Linked DNA regions of Mus musculus: regions 2 and 3 are each linked to region 1. A link is a contact called in public HiChIP or PLAC-seq and promoter capture Hi-C data. All regions are on one chromosome and are shown on one strand. Each heading gives the region's core, a stretch centred on a gene start, on an enhancer-like site or on the middle of the called end of the contact. The rest is flanking DNA. Distances are from core to core; before and after follow the strand shown.

Region 1 (2,689 bases), core at 134-2,633:
CCTATAAATATTCTAATATTTAGGAGGCTGAAGGTGGAGAGTTCCAAGCCAACCTGGACTGCATCCCAAGACTGCCTAAAACCACCACCCAGCAAGAGAATGTGTGTGTGTGTGTGTGTGTGTGAGAGAGAGAGACAGAGACAGAAACAGAGGGGAGCAGGAGTTTGGGAGGGAACTTCTGGGCCTACACATTGAACAAGTTTAGCTCTGAAAGGCAAGACATACAAAAGAAGGAAGGAGCCGGGCGGTGGTGGCGCACGCCTTTAATCCCAGCACTCGGGAGGCAGAGGCAGGCAGATTTCTGAGTTTGAGGCCATCGTGGTCTAAAGTGAGTTCCAGGACAGCCAGGGCTATACAGAGTAACCCTGTCTCAAAAAAACAAAAAGAAAAAAAGAAAGAAAGAAGGAAGGAAGGAGGGGGCTGGAGAGATGGCACAAACTTTCTTGTATAAGACTCAAGTTAGGTTCCTAGCACCTTCATGAGGTGGCTCATGGCCACATGCAGACTTGCATGCATAAATAAAGGTAAAGTAAATATTTAAGGGGGAGGGTAAAAAAGCAAAGACAAAGGCTTTTTAAATAATCTGATCCAGACATACTTCAGAATAGGTAAATACAGAACAAGCTGCCAGTCAAGCCCCATTTAACAAAATAAAGCATCAAGTCCTTGGTAGTAAAAGGCTGGGGAAGTCACTGGCCTTTGGAAACGTGGGAACCCTCAATAGACAATGCTTCCCTCATTTTGCATTATACATCACAGACTCCGTGATAAGTCAACTAAAAGCAAGGCGAGGGCTGAAATGAAAGTCCAGAGCAAAAGGACTACCCCCAGGATATCAACAGCCTGGAAAACTAGGTCATTCTTCCAGAGCAAATTTCAAGGCTCCGCTTTTCCATGCACTCTGCGGCCCTGGTTCCCACACAATCTGATCCATCAATTCCCTACCTCCGCACTCACTGTTCAAAACTACCTTGACTGTCTCCAGACTGGCCCCTTCCAGCACCACAATGAGCCTCCGGCCTCCGCACTTGCTTCCTGCCCCAAGCCGGAGCTTCTTAGGCGGCGTAGTCTCCCAGTCCTGCTCCTGCACTGAAAATCGCCGCTCACGAGGTTGGAAGCCACCACTGGCCGCAGACATCTTGTAGGCAGACCGGAAGTTGCACCGAAGTCCTTAAGTTAGAACTTCACGTCCGTCCTCACGGCCAACTTCCTTCGAGCTGCCATTTTGAAAGAGGGCGCTCGAAAATGGCGATGCCCGTACGGAAGCCTCTCCGGGAGGGCACACCATTCCCCCCCACCAAGAGGCGGGACTTCCGGATGCGCCATTCCTGTGCGCGGAGTTCAGGGCCGCCCGGGCGGAGGGGGGCGGGTCCGGAGGGAGGCGCACTTCCGGTGCCCTTTCTCCCGCGAGCTCTAAGGCCGCCGATCCTCGTGTGCAAGGCGAGGTCTGTAAGCTGGAGCGGGGCAGAGGCTGGCGGGCACCCCCTCCTGACCGCTGGTGCCGCCGCCGCCGCCTTCGGGAGGATCAGACATGGCCCAGAACTTGAAGGACTTAGCTGGACGCCTGCCCGCCGGGCCTCGGGGCATGGGCACGGCGCTGAAGCTGCTGCTGGGGGCCGGGGCGGTGGCCTACGGCGTCCGCGAATCCGTGTTCACCGGTGAGCAGCCTCCTTCCGCTGGCCGGACGTTGCGGTCCCCAGACCCACGGTCCTGCTATCCCCCAGGTGTCCCCGTCCCACCTACGCTGACCAGCACTCGGGCCAGTAGCCTGCCCTGACTCCCACCCCTCTCTCCGCAGTGGAAGGCGGTCATAGAGCCATCTTTTTTAATCGTATTGGTGGCGTGCAGCAGGACACGATCCTGGCCGAAGGCCTTCACTTCAGGTAATGGCGGGCAGAGCGAACAGGCCCTGACCCTTCACCCTTGACGGCTGCAGCCAGACTTAACAATTCGGAGCTGCTTTACCCCTTCCTCACGCCTGCTCTTGAGGACAGTGGCTGCCTGAAACTCCAGCAATGCATAAAGGGCTGTTCTCGACTGGGAAGAGTCCTTGTGGTCGTGGGGAGGAACAGGCCCAAGGACGAGTGGTGAGGGGAACCATCAAAATCAATAAAACTGCAGTTTCCCAACTCCTGTCCATGACCTCTCCTCTCCAGGATCCCCTGGTTCCAGTACCCCATCATCTATGACATTCGGGCCAGACCTCGAAAAATCTCCTCCCCCACAGGCTCCAAAGGTAAACGTGGGCAACTGGGAGCCTCAGGGCACGTGGGGAAACAAATGTAAAATGAGCCTGGCCAGGCTGCCAGAATTGGTTGTGTTTCTGAGGTCTTGGTTTCTACGTCTGCAAAAGAGCCATGCCTCACGGTTCAAAAAACGGTGCATTCCAGTACTTGGCATGCATGCACGTTTTAACGTTACCTTCTGCCTAGCATAAAAGGGATAAGAGTTGCCTTTCTTCCTGGCTGCCTAGGTCCAAGTCTGTTTTTAAGGCCTTTTTTTTTTTCTGTTGATTTGTTGATTACATCCACAGTACACCTTGCTCTGGAGAAAGTGCCCCCACTCTTCACTAGCTGTTGCCCTGTAGACCATAGTTAGAAGGCCTGCCTTTGAGATTCCCCAAGCCTGGGCCTCATTCCCATGTACACACCGAGGCAAGTAGCCCACAGAAGTGTGCTTCTCTGTTGCT
Region 2 (2,689 bases), core at 62-2,561, 2.1 Mb before region 1:
ATAAGAGTGTAACTGTGCCTTAGATTAACACCATTGGTCTGTATTTTTAAAAAGTCAAGTCACGCATGATGGCGCCTGCCTTTAATCCCAGCACCTGGGAAGCAGAGGTAGGGGGTGTCTCTTGAATCCAAGGCCATGCTGGTCTAGAAAGAGACCCCCAGGGCAGGCAGGGCTACACAGAGAAACCCTGTGTTGAAGAAACAAACAAAATGAAATAAAATAATTAATAAAATATAAATAGATAAAATCAAGAGATGTGCTGGCTTTTAATCCTAGCACTCAGTACTTGGAAGCAGAGGCAGGTGGCTCTTGCTCTAAGGTATACATAGCAAGTTCCAGGACAGCCAGGGCTACACAAAGAGACGTGCTTTTGCATCTAACAAAAGTAACACAGAGGGGATAGAAAGAAAGATGGCTGCATGCTTAAGAGGACCGGAGCTCATTTCGCAGCAGCCATGCGGTTGGGCAGCTCACAACCTCCTGTAACTTCTGCTCCAGGGGATCTGACACCTCTGAACTCTTAGGATAGGCATGCACAAAAACATATTAAAAACAGGGAGAGAGTAAGCAGGAGAAAAGAGAAGGGAGGTGGTGGGGAACCGCTGACTTTTAAAACCTACCTTGAATTCGGTCTCACCCAAGGTGTGACATTGTCTAGCTCTCGGAATGCTGACCTATAGTCTAAACCCACTCTCTGTTAACTGTAAATTAAATTCTGCTAAACCGGCACCGCGGTAGTTAGACTAGCGTGGAGAGGTGATAAGAACACGTGCCTTCCTCTGGGCTGATCTTGGAACCAAGACAGAATGTGCAAGATCCAAGGCCAGACTCCGGCCAGCCATGGTGTCCATCTGTATCCTCCTCCCTGCTCCACAGCACCCACTTGAGATTTTTCTCTGATAAACCCTCGGGTTCCTTACCCTGGTCTGGGAGAAGCTGAAGCAGGTTCCCACGAACACCCAGCTCCTTCACGTAGCATAAGTCCTGCGAGGCCCCACTGGCTGCAGCGGCTTCTCGAGCCCGGATGATTTTCCTTAAGACGCGAGGCACAGGTTGGAACCTGTGAGGTGAAGGCGCTTTCTCTAATCCCAGAAACTGCAAAAGGTCAGAGTCTTGAAACTCGGATGTCTGGCCCCAGGGCAGGGTTAACAGAAGGAAGCCAAGCGCCAGAAGCCGTTGATAAGGCTGCATGGTCGTCTGAGCCAGGGTAGAGCAGCCTCTGGGGTGCGCAGCTCAGCGGTCTAGCCTCCTCTGCTCAATTCAGGAGCCTGGGAGCTAATCAAGTGTGAATTGCTCTCTTCTCAGCCCCTCAGAGGCAATTCAATGTGAAAAGACAGATGGTGTGTGTGTGTGTGTGTGTGTGTGTGTTTTCTCCTTCTACTCCCCGCGGGTTGGTCAGCAGTGTACAGCGTGAGTGAAAAGGAAGACACACTCATTCAACACACAGACATTAGTGTGTCTGTGATATGCAAGGCAATAAGATAACTTCTGGGAGCACAGTAGAGAATAATTTATTATATGTGTAATTTTGAGAGGGGGTCTCTTGTGTCCTAGATTGACCTTCAACTTGTTTCTCTTTTAACAAGATATTTGTTTGTTTGTTTGTTTGTTTGTTTGTTTATTATGCCTGTGAGTGGGTTATGCATGCCACAGTACAGGGGCGGAGCTCCCAGGTCAATTTGCAGGAGTTGGTCTCGTCTTCCGAATGGGTCCCAGGAATTGAACTCAGATTATCAGGCTTGGTGGCAAGCACCTTTACCCACTGGGGCACCTTGCTGGCCCAAGTTTGAACTTCTAATCTAGTCTACCTATCGCTCCCAATGAGATTGGATGAGATGCATGGTATGGAACTCTGGGCTGAAAACACGCTAGGCAAGCACTCTGGTCACTCCTAGCCCTGTAATCAATCAATCTCTCAATCTCTCTCTCTCTCTCTCTCTCTCTCTCTCTCTCTCTCGATTGCTTTCTTCCTTCCCTTCCCTTCCCTTCCCTTCCCTTCCCTTCCCTTCCCTTCCCTTCCCTTCCCTTCCCTTCCCTCCTTCCTTCCTTCCTTCCTTCCTTCCTTCCTTCCAGAAATGGTGTCTTGCAGGAACTAATTACAAACCTCTTATCCCTGTACTCAGGAAGCAGAGATAGAAGAATAAAAATATAATACCAACTTCAATCATATAGCAAGTTTGAAGCTAGCTTGAGCTACATTGAGACCTAACTTAGAGTGGGGGTGGGGTTGCTATCTTTCCCAGGGGAGTCAGAATCCTGGGTTTAGGTAGTCCTTCCACACTGTCCAGAAAACTGTGACTGAGCTGTCAGTGTGCTGCCACGCCCAGTTCACTATGATTCTCTTAGTTTGGGATGCAGAGAGGACTCAGTGGTTAAAAGCACTTGCTGCTCTTCCAGAGGAGCCAAATTTGGTTCCTAGAGCCCATATCTGGCAGCTTATAGCTGTCTTCAGGGGATTGAACGCATCTGGCCTCACTCAGCAGGCACCTGCACACATGTGCACATACCCATATGCAGGCACACAACCTATGCAAAATTAAAAACAATAAAAATACATTTTTATAATTTTATACTTCATAGTCTAAGTACAAAAACACTAACTGGCAGTGTAGCTCAGTGGTGGATACTCAAGATCCTGGGTAACACTGTAAAAAAAAAAAAATCCCAACATAAAAAAAAAAAGATGTTT
Region 3 (2,689 bases), core at 69-2,568, 2.1 Mb before region 1:
TATTATTGATTTCCTTCTCCTCCTAGACAAAGTCTCACACAGTAGCCTTGGCTGACCTAGAATTAGAGATCCTGCTGCCTCAGCCTCTTGGATGTTGTGATTATAGGTGTGAGCCAGCATGCCCAACCAAAGTTAATTTTAGATGCTCAGAAATGCTTATACCAGGTGAGTCACCCACGCCTGAAATGCCAGCACTGGTGTAGACTGACTTAGGATTCAAAGTTCCAAAGTGCAGAGGTTGAGGCAGGGAGATATTTGAGTTGGCAGCTGGCCTGGTCTACACAGGGAGTTCCTAAGCAGCCAAGTCTGCCCTGTTTGGAAAAACAAGACAAACAAACAAAAAGTTTCAGGCCACCTGCTGAGAGACGGGGAGAAGGGGGGCGTGTCTCTTTAAAAAAAGTTGTGCGGATGGTGTTGTAAGCTTTATAATCCTAGCACATTGGAGGCAGAGAAAGGAAGAGCTCTCCAGTTTGAGGCCAACCTGGGCTGTTACATACCAAGTTTCTGAACAGCAAGACTACACGGAGTCTCAAACAAAGAGTTAGATATTATTAAATGTATTGTCTATGAAATGATCCACAATTATATATTCTTGAATTCCATGCATATATATATATATATCATAAAATATCCATCTATTTAAGTATAACAAATACATCTTTATTTAGTAGCATTTAAAGTGAAATAGTTTTCAAAGATTTAAGATGAAGCAGTCAAAGGAAACATTCTAATTAACTTAACTGATGGGAAGGGGGTGGGGGACGGCACAACTGCCTATTCTAGAACATATAAACCCAGTTCACTGATCACTAGCCATCTCCAAGATGTAATAAACAAAAATAAAATTCCTGATATTTCAGGAAACCAAAAGAGATTCTAGATAAAATCTGCAATCTTTGTTGTTGTTGTTTGCTTTTTCGAGACAGGGCTTCTCTGTATAGTCCTGACTGGAACTCACTCTGTAGACCAGGCTGGCCTCGAACTCAGAAATCCGCCTGCCTCTGCCTCCCAGGTGCTAGGATTAAAGGCGTGGTGGCTACCACTGCCAGGTTTGAAGTCTTTTTTTTTTTTCCTTCCCATTTTGTGACTAGGGCTGGTCTAGAACTCAGAGATCCACCTGCCTCAGCCTCCCTGGAACTGGCTGGGATTGCGCAGGGTTAGTTTTAACCGAGAGCGGGGAATCCTACAGTAAAAAGGCCCCGCCTCCGCCTAAAGGTGTAGCTCAGGTGAAGCCTGTAATCACTGCTCATTAGCATTAAAGTAGCCTGGGGGTAGACTCGGCTGTATAAAAGGAAACCAGACCCCCCCCCCCCCATTCACAGACTGACTGCTAATTGGGTCTTGGTTTTAGGTCTTTTCAAAGACTAAGCAATCTTGTTCCGAGCTAGCTTTTGAGGCTTCTGCCCATCGCATCGCCATGGAGGAACCATCAGAGAAAGTCGACCCAATGAAGGACCCTGAAACTCCTCAGAAGAAAGATGAAGAGGACGCTTTGGATGATACAGGTAGGCCGGCGTCGGCCTTTCTGCCCGGGGTTTTGGGAAGCCCTCCCTTCTCTTCTCGTTCAGCTAGCACGAGGCTGGTATCACTGAGCCCAGCACTGACTCAGTGGAGGACCAGGGAGTTTCAGGCCATCTGTTGTGAGTGCAAACCCAAGCCAGAGATGATGGTTAAGAATATACACCTTCCTCGGGGTGAAAATGCTGGTTCGTAGAGATAAAAAGAACCGGGAGGGAGTTGAGACTGTGGTATCTCGGTTGCGGGATTTTTAAGACTCATAAGACCACGTTCTGGGCTGTACTGGGTTGTATGGTTGGGGGGGGGGGGTAACATTTCCTCATCAGCAATTGGTCTCCGCGGTGTTTTTATTTTGTTTTGTTTTTAAATATTTATGATTTGGTGTTTGAGGCAACAGTGCCTGGACTAGAACTCCCTGTGCAATCCAGAATGGCATCCCAAATCCGAGAATTAAAGATTAAAGGCTTCCGAGTGGGCTGCAGTGTGTGTGTGTGTGGGGGGGGGCGTTGTTTGTGTTGTTTTAGCATAGAAATCTTGGTTGAGACAGTCTCACTCTGTGGTAGTAGATACAAGGAACGCAACCTTGTAGCCCTGGCTGGGCTCAGTCTCGATCCTCCTGCCTCTGCCTCCAAAGTTTTAGAATTAAAAGTGTGCAGTGTCATGCCGGCCCTTGTGTAGCACCGGAGTTTTGTTTGCTTCTCTGTGTAGCCCAGGTTGTCCTAGGACGCTGTACACCAGGCTGGCTTGGGACTCAGGAGGATCCGCCTTTCTCAGACTTTCGAGTGCAGGGATTAAAGGCAGTGCCACCTCGGTGGGCGACAGCGGAATCTTTTAAGCTTCAGTTGAACCTGGGTTTTTTTTTTTTTTTTTTTTTTTTTTTTTCTTATTCTCATCTACTTTCTTTCCAGCTAAATATCCTTTTCAGGTAAATGGCTATTCAAGGGGAGCCCAAGATAGGCTGAGCCGTGTGCTACATGGGCCCACTGGTTCCCACTCCCCAGCTGCAGTTGATTCTTTGTCCGAGGGACTGCCTCCGGGCACTCCCGGTCTAGGGCGTGGCTCGAGAGGAGCCCTCCCCTCCGGTCTGATTAGAAAACAAAAAAATGCCTTGAATCTGCCAGTTACACGGGACCTTCGTATTTCCACGAGATAATTCTTTAGCCTTTGGGGG

What was found. Promoter capture Hi-C pulls out the DNA fragments that hold promoters and counts their contacts. HiChIP or PLAC-seq counts read pairs in DNA pulled down with a chosen protein or histone mark.
Region 2: an H3K4me3 HiChIP or PLAC-seq map of embryonic stem cells shows a contact between it and region 1, with 5 read pairs. The contact joins the promoter of Gdf3 here to the promoter of Phb2 in region 1. A contact is called at or near these places in 2 of 115 datasets of contacts at active chromatin or transcription factors (embryonic stem cells and stem cell-derived neural progenitor cells) and 1 of 9 other capture datasets (liver).
Region 3: a promoter capture Hi-C map of embryonic stem cells shows a contact between it and region 1, with 2.6 times the contacts expected there. The contact joins the promoter of Dppa3 here to the promoter of Phb2 in region 1. A contact is called at or near these places in 1 of 39 promoter capture datasets (embryonic stem cells) and 1 of 115 datasets of contacts at active chromatin or transcription factors (embryonic stem cells).

Annotation. Positions count from the first base shown.
Region 1 is chr6:124,710,906-124,713,594 of GRCm38.p6, forward strand. It overlaps Phb2 (prohibitin 2), which reads left to right and starts at 1,384. Exons shown (of 10, transcript NM_007531.2): 1 at 1,384-1,658; 2 at 1,799-1,883; 3 at 2,157-2,236. The coding sequence starts at 1,532. Emg1 (EMG1 N1-specific pseudouridine methyltransferase) reads right to left here and starts at 1,273. Exons shown (of 6, transcript NM_013536.2): 1 at 971-1,273. The coding sequence starts at 1,138.
Region 2 is chr6:122,608,776-122,611,464 of GRCm38.p6, forward strand. It overlaps Gdf3 (growth differentiation factor 3), which reads right to left and starts at 1,312. Exons shown (of 2, transcript NM_008108.5): 1 at 921-1,312. The coding sequence starts at 1,191.
Region 3 is chr6:122,625,106-122,627,794 of GRCm38.p6, forward strand. Dppa3 (developmental pluripotency-associated 3) reads left to right here and starts at 1,319. Exons shown (of 4, transcript NM_139218.1): 1 at 1,319-1,505. The coding sequence starts at 1,418. RefSeq lists a promoter at 1-1,389.